4 separate regions of the Mus musculus genome follow, and all the other regions are linked to region 1. A link is a contact called in public ChIA-PET, HiCAR-type and promoter capture Hi-C data. All regions are on one chromosome and are shown on one strand. Each heading gives the region's core, a stretch centred on a gene start, on an enhancer-like site or on the middle of the called end of the contact. The rest is flanking DNA. Distances are from core to core; before and after follow the strand shown. Region 1 holds the start of Hpdl (4-hydroxyphenylpyruvate dioxygenase-like). Region 2 holds the start of Tmem53 (transmembrane protein 53). Region 3 holds the start of Ipp (IAP promoted placental gene). Region 4 holds the start of Ptch2 (patched 2).

The links. ChIA-PET counts read pairs in DNA pulled down with a chosen protein or histone mark. HiCAR-type assays count read pairs that join an accessible place to other places. Capture Hi-C pulls out chosen DNA fragments and counts their contacts.
Region 2: a contact with region 1 is called in a promoter capture Hi-C map of adipose tissue. The contact joins the promoter of Tmem53 here to the promoter of Hpdl in region 1. A contact is called at or near these places in 4 of 484 Hi-C or Micro-C datasets (CD4 T cells, CD8 T cells, embryonic stem cells and 1 more), 1 of 115 datasets of contacts at active chromatin or transcription factors (embryonic stem cells) and 2 of 9 other capture datasets (adipose tissue and liver).
Region 3: a contact with region 1 is called in an RNA polymerase II ChIA-PET map of memory CD8 T cells, with 8 read pairs. The contact joins the promoter of Ipp here to the promoter of Hpdl in region 1. A contact is called at or near these places in 1 of 484 Hi-C or Micro-C datasets (CD8 T cells), 2 of 115 datasets of contacts at active chromatin or transcription factors (memory CD8 T cells and pancreatic cancer cells) and 1 of 9 other capture datasets (adipose tissue).
Region 4: a contact with region 1 is called in a HiCAR-type map of embryonic stem cells, with 3 times the contacts expected there. The contact joins the promoter of Ptch2 here to the promoter of Hpdl in region 1. A contact is called at or near these places in 17 of 39 promoter capture datasets (the 3T3-L1 cell line, 3T3-L1-derived adipocytes, the C10 cell line and 11 more), 1 of 15 datasets of contacts at CTCF or cohesin (the NIH/3T3 cell line), 9 of 484 Hi-C or Micro-C datasets (the G1E-ER4 cell line, embryonic stem cells, nephron progenitors and 2 more), 24 of 115 datasets of contacts at active chromatin or transcription factors (T-cell acute lymphoblastic leukemia, astrocytes, bone marrow-derived macrophages and 13 more) and 4 of 9 other capture datasets (adipose tissue, embryonic stem cells, liver and 1 more).

The regions. Positions count from the first base shown.
Region 1 is chr4:116,820,147-116,823,053 of GRCm38.p6, reverse strand. Hpdl (4-hydroxyphenylpyruvate dioxygenase-like) reads left to right here and starts at 1,546. Exons shown (of 1, transcript NM_146256.3): 1 at 1,546-2,907. The coding sequence starts at 1,792. The coding sequence ends at 2,907.
Region 2 is chr4:117,250,408-117,253,314 of GRCm38.p6, reverse strand. It overlaps Tmem53 (transmembrane protein 53), which reads right to left and starts at 1,364. Exons shown (of 3, transcript NM_026837.3): 1 at 1,181-1,364. The coding sequence starts at 1,241. Armh1 (armadillo-like helical domain containing 1) reads left to right here and starts at 1,398. Exons shown (of 13, transcript NM_001145637.1): 1 at 1,398-1,562.
Region 3 is chr4:116,506,013-116,508,919 of GRCm38.p6, reverse strand. It overlaps Ipp (IAP promoted placental gene), which reads right to left and starts at 1,371. Exons shown (of 9, transcript NM_008389.3): 1 at 1,270-1,371.
Region 4 is chr4:117,094,567-117,097,473 of GRCm38.p6, reverse strand. Ptch2 (patched 2) reads right to left here and starts at 1,418. Exons shown (of 22, transcript NM_008958.3): 1 at 1,047-1,418; 2 at 435-627. The coding sequence starts at 1,118. RefSeq lists enhancers at 1,263-1,762, 1,325-1,783, 624-2,322.

The sequences.
Region 1 (2,907 bases), core at 297-2,796:
CCAGCCTGTGTGAGACCCTAGCATTGATCCCTAGTGTTGGGGTGAGAGCTCGTTTGTTTGTTTGTTTGTTTGTTTTTTGAGACAAGGTTTCTCTGTATAGCCCTGGCTGTCCTGGAACTCACTTTGTAGATCAGGCTGGCCTCGAACTCAGAAATCTGCCTGCCTCTGCCTCCTGAGTGCTGGGATTAAAGGCATGCGCCACCACGCCTGGCGAAAGCTCATTTTTGTAGATAAGGAAACTGAGAAATTATCCAACATGACCAAAGTCCTGTGAGTACATGTTAGAGATATTTCTCTTTTTTGTTTTTTGTTTATTTGTTTGTTTGTTTGTTTCCAAGACAGGGTTTCTCTGTGTAGCCTTGGCTGTCCTGGAACTCACTTTGTAGACCAGGCTGTCCTGGAACTCAGAAATCTGCCTGCCTCTGCCTCCTGAGTGCTGGGGTTAAAGGCATGACCCACCACGCCCAGCCCAGAGATATTTCTAACCCAGGGCTGCTTAGCTCTGGAATCCATGTTCTTCTGATCACTGGTCAGAGGAAGAGGCCCTGACCTCGACAAGCCTCCTTGTCTAAGTCTTGTCCCCCTATGGCAGCCTTCTGTCACTTCCTGACAAATTTCTGGGCATGTTGTCCTTCCCAAATGTCTTCCCAACACAATTGTTCCGAGTCTGGCTTGCTTCTTCTCTCAGGTTTGCTCCCTCATTTTGCCCTTTCAATGTCCTATAACCTTGCTTCAAGGACCTTCCAGCTGAAGTCTCACAAGACTTCCAGTTTCCTCATTCTAGTGATCTCACGAATCTTGAGTTCCCCTGGCTGATATCTTTAGGAAGGTATCAACTTCTTTATATCTTTAGGAAGAACAACCCTGGGCTGTTCTTGGAGACCTACTAAGGCAATGAGCAATAGTTCCTTTCAGGAACAACAAACAAAACACAGTAGTTTTCTAATCCCTCCAAATCTCACTTAGAAGTAGAATTGAAGAGTCAGGTGAAGTGCAGATTGCCAGATACAGAGAAATGTAAACGCTTGCTCTTCTATCAATTTCTCCGCCCCATTTGGGGATTGAAAATCTGTAACTGAAAATATTTTAATATTAAAATAATAAGATAAATTGAAATTATGTATCTTTTCTCATCATAATGCAATAAAACTTAAAGAAAAATAAATAAATAAAACGTTAACAGAGCCCGTTCTTGAACACAAACTTCTGAATTGTAAAAAAAAAAAAGTACCAGGCCAAGAAAATTCCGTCTGTTGAGAAAGGATTGGGGCTCCTCCCCCACACGGGCAGTCCTTAGGCTCTAAGGTCGCGGGAAGAGAGCGCCTGGCACAGAGTGAAGGTGGCTATTGTTACTTCCCGGGCCCCGGAAGGGGTGGCTAGTTGCCCAAGGGTGTGACCTGGTCCAAGGCCCTGTGAAGGAACTGCCCTTCGTCCCCACTGTACTCCGGGAGACAGGTTCTGGACCGGAGGGAGTGTCAAAGGCGGAGTCTCAGGCTCCACCCTGACCTCCTGGTCCGCCCCGCACAGCGTCCGCGTGGTTCTCATACAATTTACCCTGCAGAGCCTGTGGTCCTCAGCCGGCTTCTGGTTGAGGTGGCCCTGCCGAGAGGGTCAGTCCCCCAAAGTTTGACTTCGCGACCTCTGCCCAGAAAAGACCAAGAAACACGATCTTCGGATACACCAGGACTCCGCCGGCTTCCAACTACTAGTCCTGGACCAAGAGTCTTGGAGTTCTAAACAAGTGAGCGGTCCCAGAAGAACAGATCCGGGTGGCCGGCAATTGGGCTCGCCATGACTGCGCCCGCCCGTCGCCTGTGTCACATCGCTTTCCATGTACCAGCTGGGCAGCCCCTAGCGAGGGACCTACATCGTGTCTTCGGCTTCCAGCCCCTGGCGGTGAGGGAAGCAGGCGGCTGGAGACAGCTGGCCCTGCGCAGCGGGGACGCTGTCTTTCTAGTGAATGAGGGTACCGGGCCCCAGGAGCCACTGTACAGCCTGGACCCGCATCATTCGGTGCCCAGTGCCACGAACCTGTGCTTCGACGTGGAGGATGTGGACGGCGCCGCCCGCGCGCTGGCGGCTCGCGGCTGCATCATGCCGGTACCACCCACTAGGGTGAGAGATGCACAGGGCACAGCCACCTACACAGTGCTCAGCTCTCCGGCTGGTAATCTAAGCCTTACGTTGCTGCAGCGTGCTGGCTATCGCGGATCCTTCCTGCCCGGGTTCAGACCTCTGCCTTGCACACCTGGCCCAGGTTGGGTCAGCCACGTGGACCACTTGACCTTGGCCTGCACCTCCGGCAGCTCCCCTATGCTTATGCGCTGGTTCCACGACTGCCTAGGCTTTCATCACTTGCCGCTGAGCCCAGGTGAGGATCCGGAGATGGGCCTCAAGGTGGCTGCAGGGTCTGGGCGAGGGGGACTACGGCTTACTGCCTTGCAGACTCCGCCGAATAATACTGTCCCCACCCTCGTGCTGGCGGAGTCCCTACCGGGACTCAACAGCAAACAGGACCAGGTAGAGCAATTTCTAACCCGGCATGGGGGGCCAGGCCTGCAGCACGTAGGACTGTACACTCCTAACATCATAGATGCTTCTGAGGGAATGGCGAAGGCGGGATGCCGGCTTCTGACTCCTCCTGAAGCTTATTACCAGCAGCCCGGCAAAGAAGAACAAATTCTAGCCGCAGGGCACAAGCCTGGCCTTCTAGAACGGCAGGGAATCCTGCTGGATGGTGATAAAGACGAATTTTTGCTTCAGGTCTTCACCAAGTCCCTCTTCGCCGAAGACACTTTCTTCCTGGAGCTGATTCAGAGACAGGGGGCCACAGGCTTTGGCCAGAACAACATCAGGGCACTATGGCAGTCGGTGCAAGAGGAAGCAGCCAGGGCCCAGGGAGCCTAA
Region 2 (2,907 bases), core at 115-2,614, 430 kb before region 1:
TAGTGGCAGTCCTTCCTTCGTGCTTTAGGAGATGAGAGGCCCCTGCCCCATCCTAGATAGATTCCAAGCAAGAAACACACAGTGGGACAGGAGGGCATAGGAAGGGAGGCCTGGGGAGACTTTTTTTGTTTTTGGTTTTGGTTTTTTGGTTTTTTGAGACAGGGTTTCTCTGTGTAGTCCTGGCTGTACTGGAACTCACTCTGTAGACCATGCTGGCCTCGAACTCAGAAAACCGCCTGCTTCTGTCTCCCAAGTGCTGGGATTAAAGGTGTGCGCCACCACCACCTGGCTCTGGGGAGGCTTTTGAAGGAAGCACCCCCTAGCTAAACTTTATGATGAGCTGGACAAGTGCGGGGCAGTGGACTGGAAACACCAAAGAGCAGCATTGGCCGACCTGTACTCCAAGCCTCCTCTGCCCCAGTTTCCAAAAGGGACAACCTTCCATTCTCTGGTCCAACAACTTACACTACTTTACAAGCTACTAATCTTAGGAGGCCTCCCACACATCTTTTTTTAATGATATGGCCTTAGGAGGGTTAAACACACACACACACACACACACACACACACGTTAAGTTTAAATGCCAACTACTAAGCTTACTTCCATCAGGATTCATGCCAAGTCCTTTACACAAATAATCTCAGTTGTGCAACCAGCAATTTTTCCTCAGCTTTGCTCCAGGAAAACTAAAATTCAAAGTTGAAAGTTTGCCGAAGGTCATCCAATTACTAAAGGGATAGGATTTCAACAGAATTCCACCCGGCCTAACCGACCATTCTGTTAACCACTGCCAGGGTGAGCTGAGAAGGGCAGGACTAGGCTTGCTGAGTCCCTTGGCTTTTCTGAGGACCAGAGGCTCCCCCAGGAATCCAAACCTCTGCAAAAATGAAGGATGGGCCTAGTCACACTTGCAAATGAGGAGCGAGAATCCAAAACAAAAGAATTAGAATGAACCTTGAAGGGCCTCCAGCTACAAAGGGAAGCAGAACCTTGAGAACCTGTTGTGGAACAGAAAGACCCTCAGTCGACTGGGGGCGGGGCACGGGGGGCGGGGCTGGGAGCGCCCCGCAAGCTCTAGCCAGCCCTGCGGGACCCCCGAAGGGGGCGGGCCGAGGGAGGGCGGGCCGCAGGGTGGGCGGGGCATCGCTGTTAGGTCACCTTCCCAATCCCCCTCCATACTCTGGCTCCAGCAGGGCTGATCCGGGATCTCGATGCTGTAATCCAGCTCGGCCGAGGCCATGGTGAAGGTGCGGGTCTTCAGCACAGGCCTCCCGCCGGAACTCCCGCAGTTTCACCTCGGCGGGGCCGGGACGCCGCCGGGCCACGCCCCTCCCCGCCCACGCCCAGCGCTGTCCAATCCCCGAGCCGCACTCTGTGACCTCCCTGCCTAGCAACCAGGGAGTCGCTTCGCGCCTCGGGCGGCACCCACTAGCCCGGCCCTAGCAACCGCGCCCCGCCCCTACTGTCTTTGGGCCCCAGCAATTGGCTGACTCTCTTGATCTTGGATCAAGTATTGGTCAGTGGGGCAGCGCTCTCGGAGCGACCGCACCCTCCTGTGAAGGTAAGAGTCGGTGGGAGAGTTGAATGAAGTATTACGGGTCTGCAGAGGGCATCTCAGAACTTTGTCTTCTGGTACTTGGTAGAAAACTTGAACTTGCACCTCTAACTACATCTACCTCCATCGCCAGCAGCAGTTCCCAGGCTGGAGGCAGAAAAAACGAACAAAACAGTGTTAGGCGGCGCGTGCCAACGGGTCCTTCTAAACCTGTGGGTTGAGACTGGTTGCCTGACTGGAAAGGGGTCTTCGGGTAATAAGACATGGCCTTTCATGTGTGAGTCCAAGTAGTTTAGACGAGTACAGGAGTACAGCTTTCTTACATTTAGTAAATATTTTCTGAGCTGGGCATAATGGCGCATGCATTTAATTCCAGCTGTGAGGAGTTGAACTCTGTGAGTTTGAGACCATCCTGATCTATCTCCAGGACAGCCAGGGCTACACAGAGACACCCTGTCCAAAATAAATAAATAAACACATACATGCATACATACATAAACAGAAAAAGAAGCTATTTGGGTGATGGGAATGAGTGGGTATGGTGTGTAGGAGACAGAAACCAGGAGGAAAGTATTGAGGGCTGATGATTAATACGGTAAATAAAACCTCAAAGATGGCACTGGATTTACAAAGAAGTTGTTAGCAACCTTTGCAAGTGCCATTCCAGTGAACAAAAGAGTCAGTGGCTTGAGAGTGAGTGGGAGGTGACAGCATAGTGGTATGTCCCTGGAATCCCAGCCAGGAGTCTAAATGCTTCAAGCCATCCTCAGCTACATAACAAGTTCCAGGCTAGCCTATGCTACATGAGACTTGTCTTAAAAGAAAGAGGGGGGATGGAACACTTGCAAGGCAAGTTATTTTGTCATTCGCTGGCAACCGCTAGGAGGTACAGGCTTTTGTTCAGATGAGAGAGATCCAGCAAAGAGATAAAAGATAAAATCACAGGGGAATTGGGTATGTGAAAGCATATGGCCCCCAACCGTGGGGACTCTCACTTTACACTGCTGAGGAGTAACTGGGGAGATGGCTGAGCTAGTGTGAGGAACCAACTTAGACCCCCAGGACACACATAAAGGCTTCGGGGGCGGGGGGGGGGGGCTGGAGAGATTACTCAGTGGTTAAGAGCACTGACTGCTCTTTTGAAGGTCCTGAATTCAAATCCCAGCAACCACATGGTGGCTCACAACCATCTGTAATGAGATCTGATGCCCTCTTCTGAGGTGTCTGAAGACAGCTACAGTGCGCTTAGATATGATAAATAAATAAATCTTTTTTTAAAAAGCTGCGGGGGGGGTGTGGGGGGGCACACAGCTTTCCCAGAACCGAGGAGGCAGAATCAGGCATATCCCAG
Region 3 (2,907 bases), core at 122-2,621, 310 kb after region 1:
ATTAAGGTTTTGTAATTCAGGCACCAAAGAAAACCAGTAATCAAAATGACAGAACTGTTGTAAGCTGATATTTTTAAAAAATTCAGTATATAGCATTCAGTCAAAATTATCAGTAAAAATGATCTGAAGGTGGGTGTGGTGGTGCAGAGGCAGGCAGATCTCTTAGCTCCAAGCCAGCCAAGACTGCATAGTAAGACCTTGTCATAATAATAATCTGATAATCATGACTATATAGACACTAATTTTGGGAGTTTTAAAGGAAGCCGCTAAAATTTACTTCAGCATGCACACAATGCATCTTACAAACAAGTGGCACATAAATACAATCTATTTCCCTCTATGTGGAAATTCGACCTATAGATGTTATTATACATGGCGTGGCTGTCAGACTTGTTGCTGCTCTGTATTCTCCCTGGCAGCAGATTCTGAACCCTCGCGGTGTGATTCTAGGCTACCTCCATTTCTCTCTTACTCAAGGTATTAAAGCACAGCCACAAGTCAAATGCCTCCTGTTACAACAAACAATTCACTTAATATTCACTTTGACAGTAGAGAGCCAGAATGTTTGTTGTCATCCTTCTCAGTAAATGTTGATGGCATTCCACTGCCAGTGGAGCACCTCATCCTAAACTGTGGCTTGGGAAATGCTTGTTCGTACAAACATGAAAAGTGAAGACCTGGGATTAGTGCATAGGGAGCTAAGAACTATGCTTCCATACAGTTTACTGGCTAACGATGGAGATAATCGGAGGGACTAAAGAGGACCTATGCTTTGATGGCCTGGATTTCCCGCTGAAGAGCATCTGAAAGTTAATTCAGTTAGAGGGCCAGAGCTCCAGCTGAGCATCAAAACAACTGAGACTCTTTGTGCTTGAGTTGGAGGCTGTAACTAGAACTCTGCCTAAACTGGTAGACACTAGAGGAAGAAAACCAACTCTGTGCTACTGACAGCGCGAGCCGGTAAGGAATTTCAGACTGGAGCCGGTAAGGAATTTCAGACTGGAGCCGGCAGAAGTCAGGGACAGGGTCCGGCCTTCGGTTTCCCCAGTGGGTGCTGGGAGAGCAGAGGCCAAGGCGCCGTGAGACTGGGAAGCTCCGGGACGCTAAAAACACACGGACGGTCAGAGCGCCTCCGGAGGCGACAGGACGAAAGCGGAGGAACGGTGCGTTCCAAAGCTCCAATCACTCGCTCTTCCCGGTCTGGAGAGCTGGACATGAGGAAGTTCCCAACCCTGTGAGAAACACAGACCGCACGCAGGCCTCGCTTACCCGCCGCGTCCCTTCCCGCCGGCGCCCTCCGGTGCTCTGCGCGCGCAGGCAGGCAGCGGAGGGGGCGGGGACAGTCTTTGGTGACAGGTGACTGCGAGTGCTGAAGGCGCAGCTTCGGCGCTGATGCGGGAACCTTCTACTGCGCGTGCTCCGCTTCTGGCCCCGCCTCCTCACAGCCACCGGCGTCGCTGGGTAAACCTGGGTAGCCGCTTGCTGGCCGCGGAGGCAGGTTCTTAAAAACCTCTCCCCTGCCTTGGGCTAGTGGACTTCCCTATTCCGCTCCATGCACATCTTCAATTCTTCAAGTGTCCCAGGCCAGGTACTGATCTCAGCGTCGAGGAAAATCACGTGCACCGTGCTTCTCTACCACCTTCCTTAGATCATTTCCTGAACCTCAATTTTGATACACTCCTGCCTACTTTGAAGTCAAGAATCAAAATGCCCACTTCTTTTTCAGTGTAGAGCATCATAATGTGTCCTGGTGCATTAGCAACGTCCAAACTTTTTTATAGTCTCCCCGCCCCACCCCAGGGTTTTCCGTGTAGGCCTAGCTGTCCTACAACTCACTCTGTAGACCAGGCTGGCCTCGAATTTAGAGATACACCTGCCGCTGCTTCCCAATTCTGGGATTAAAGGTGTGCACCACCATGCCCGACTGAGATTTTATTTTTTAAATGTGTGCCTCTAACCATAGGTTTGTATATGTAAAGGCTGTGCCCATGAAGGTCAGAAGATGGTGGTAGTTCCCCCTGATGCTGGAATTACAGGCTGGGAACAGCTCAGGTCCTCCTTGAGGGAAGTGGACTCTTTGCCAGGAGTTGTGGTGCACATCTATCATCCCAGCACTGGGAAGGCAGAGACAGGAGGATTTCTGTTGTGTACCTGGCCAGTCCAGTCTACTTAGTGAATTTCAGGATAGCTGGGGCTATGTAGAGAGACCCTTTCTCAAAAATAACAAGTAGTGTGCTCTCTTAGCCACATCATCTCTCCAACCCTCAAACTTTATGTTCCTGACCCATAGTGTACAAAAATATTTTACATCAAACACATACCATGTATTTGCATATTCAGATGTATAGCTAAGACAAAAATTTCACAAGACTATGCTTACATTTACTCCACATCTTCAATTTCTACTTTACATTTCATTATGAAAAGTGCAAAAAAAAATCTGCAAAAAGTGGCAGAAATTTAGAAAAGAGTAAAAGGAATTACTGGACCCCTGTCTGGTGCAAGGCTCAGCAATCACTGACCAATACTGGAAGGCTAGTTCCATGAAGATTTTCTATTGACTAAGCTATTTTATGGTGGAAGAAAAAAAAGAGAGATGGCTCAAACGATTAAGAGCACTGGCTGCTCTTCTAGAGGAACTGGGTTAGTTCTCAGCAACTACACGGCAGCTCACACCAGTTCCAGAGGATCACACAGCCTCACACAGACATACAAGCAGGCAAAACACCAATGCTCATAAAATAAGAATAAAAATTTAGAGGGCTGCCGAGATGGCTCAGTGGGTCCTGAGTTCAAATCCCAGCAACCACATGGTGACTCACAACCACCTCTAATGAGATCTGACGCCCTCTTCTGGTGTGTCTGAAGACAGCCACAGTGTACTTATGTATAATAATAAATAAATCT
Region 4 (2,907 bases), core at 169-2,668, 270 kb before region 1:
CCTGCCTTCTCTTATACAACACAATACCACTTGGCTTTGTTTTGTTTAGAACTTACCCCCACACACATTTTACTTCCTTTGGCTATTGAAAAATACATCTTGTTCCATTTGTAAACTCTGATGTACAGTTAAAAGAAACCTAGCTATAAACGCTAAATAAGCAGACACATAATCAAAGATGAATATTCCACAAGCTTATTCATAAGAGGCTACCATCTAGAGTTGTCCATTTATGGGTGAGAGAGATAGGTGTGAGACAGTTGATGGTAAAGACTTGCCTAGCTTGCACAATGCCCTGGGCTTCATCCACAGCACTGAGGGAGATTGGGAGAGAGGTAGGCTTTCTGCAACACACCCAGATACACAGGCTCTGAACAGGAGATGGCCCTCTCGATCCTTGACCAAAGCAGCTACGGCCAGCTCCAGTAACTCACCTTCTACCCAGAGCTGTTCTAGGTCTGTCTCAATTACAGCCACTCGGAGACCCAGTGCCAGAGCCCCAAAGGCCACCAGTCCCAGGAAGAGCACTTTGCCGCAGTGTTTCTGGATCCTGCACCCCAGGGAGAAGAGTAGACCTTGGAAGTAAGCTCGAAGCCAGAGAGGAGCCTGCAGGCTCCCAGCTAGGATCTGGGATAGAGAGAGGAGGAGGTCAGCCAGCTGTCAGCACAACAATGGAGGAGCTTTCCCTTTTCTCCCGGTCAAGTCCCAGTTTCCTGACTTCTGGATGCAGGGCAGGAAACAGCTACAGATAAAGGTTTCAAATGTGGAAGATTTAACTCTCTTTCCCTGTGCCTTCTCCATAAGCACACCTGAAAATGCCCATTTTTAGAAGGTTATGAGTCGTGAACACACACACTCGTTGTCAGCTAGGCAAAGAGGTGAACCCACAGACATAACTATTTTCACTGACCAGATAATAGGAAATAAACTAACAAATCACTTGCTGGCTCTCGCTTGTCTTCAAACACAGATCCAGTAACACTAGACTTCTAGCCCTACAGATGTTCAAGCGACGTTTAAGTTACAAACCCAGCCCCTCTACTCACATGAGGTGCGGAGGACCGAGCTGGAGGTGTGTAGCTGGGAGGTAGCTCTCCAAGGGACAGTGGCCGAACCATGCTGGTGAGGATGGGGGGCGCGAGCGCCCCCAACCTGCGTTATCTGAGCGCTGCCATAGGCTAGCTTGGCGCCTTGTGCCGCCCGGCTTCACCTGAGGATTCCTAGCTGCCGTGAACGGCCATACGGTCCTGGGTGAGGCGCGCGTAAAGATGCACAGGAGCAGCCCGCAGCGGCGGTGCGGGGTGGTGGCCCCAAGCCCCGCTGGATCTGTGGGCTGTGGTCCAAAGAGGGCTCCGCGTGTGGGTGGACCCGACTGGCTGCGAAGCACCTCACAGCTAAAGGTGGCGACTGTGGATCTCGGGAAGCACCAGGAGGCTCAGAAAAAAAGGAGCGGGCCGGGGTGACGCCCTCCCATTGGCTAAGGGGGCGGCAAATTACCCGCTGCCTTGCAGCCGGATCCGTTGCTAGGTAACGGCGCCGCAGGGGGCGGGGCAGGAGACCACCCAGGCAGGGCCACCCCTTTGCCTCGCCTCCCGGGCTCCCCAGCCCGCCCGCGGGGCCCTAAGGAGAGGAGAAGGGAGGGTGATCCTGGAGGCGCTAGTCGTTGGCCAAGTGTAAGTCAGGATGTTGAGAAAGGGAGTCTGCTGGTCCCCTTTGGGCCACCCTTTCTTCCCGACCCAGCGCAACCCTAAGGACCTCCTTTCCACTCTTTCCAAGCAGGCCAGACTCAGCTCTAAAATGCAAATCCCACGGCTGCACCAAAGCCCAAAGCCCTGCACCATCCAACTAAAGCTTTTTTTTTTCCTCTAAGTGCCTCACACCCACTCAGTTGCCTTCCAGTCCCGAATTGCCCTCAGTAATTTCCTAAGTTCACATGTTCTTGCCTTTGTACATGTTGGGGCCCCTTTGTCTTGGCAGATAACTTTTAAGCCTGAACTTGAATCAGTCAGCCTAAACTTTTGGAAGCCTTGGCAGATAATTGCTTTTTTCTTTGTGGTTCTTATTAACATTCAGTTTGTGTATTGTATTTTTAAATTTTTATTTTAACTTTTTTTTGTGAGACATGGTCTTAAGTAGTTCAGCTTGGCCTTCAACTCCTTATCCTGGTTGTGTCTGTCAAGTTAAGGGACTATAACAGTCCTGTATTGCCCAGCCTGTCTGATAATTGTATTTGTGATGACATAATTTATGTACAACATTGGGAAACATGTTGCTTTTCCAAGTGACTGTGCTATTTCTGTGCTCCTGACTGTTAAACTCTGATCGGTCATCTGAGGGTAAAAGTCTGACTCCTCATACAGAACATTTGGGAAAGGAGCCGGGCAGTGGCAGGCCCATCTCTTGTGAGTTCCAGGTCTCAGCATGGTCTACATAGAGAATTCTGGAACAGCCAGGGCTACCTAGAAAGATTCTGCCTCAGAAACAAAATACGTTTTTTGGGGGAAAAAAAAGACTTCAATAAATCTGTTGTTCTGATACTGCTATCACATCTGGCTAGCCTCTTGCTCAATTCTTCCAGACTTCTTAATCATTATATCATAAATATTTTATATTACTACACAGTCCTCTCATCAATCATTTGCAGAATGTCCTCAGGACAGATTCCCAGAAATGGGGTTGTTTGGGTCAAAAAGCATGAATATGGTTTTGGCCTTGCTACATACTGCCAAACTTGTGCAAATTAACATCATCAGCTCCAGGGCTTAATCCTAAGGGTTCCCCAGTTGGTTTAAGGGGTGGGCAGTTAAGGAGGAATGAATGTGTCTGTCTACAACACTGCTACTCTGTGGCTAAGAGGCACCTGGGCAGGAATGGAAGCCTTGGGCCTGGAGAGATAGCTCAGCAGTT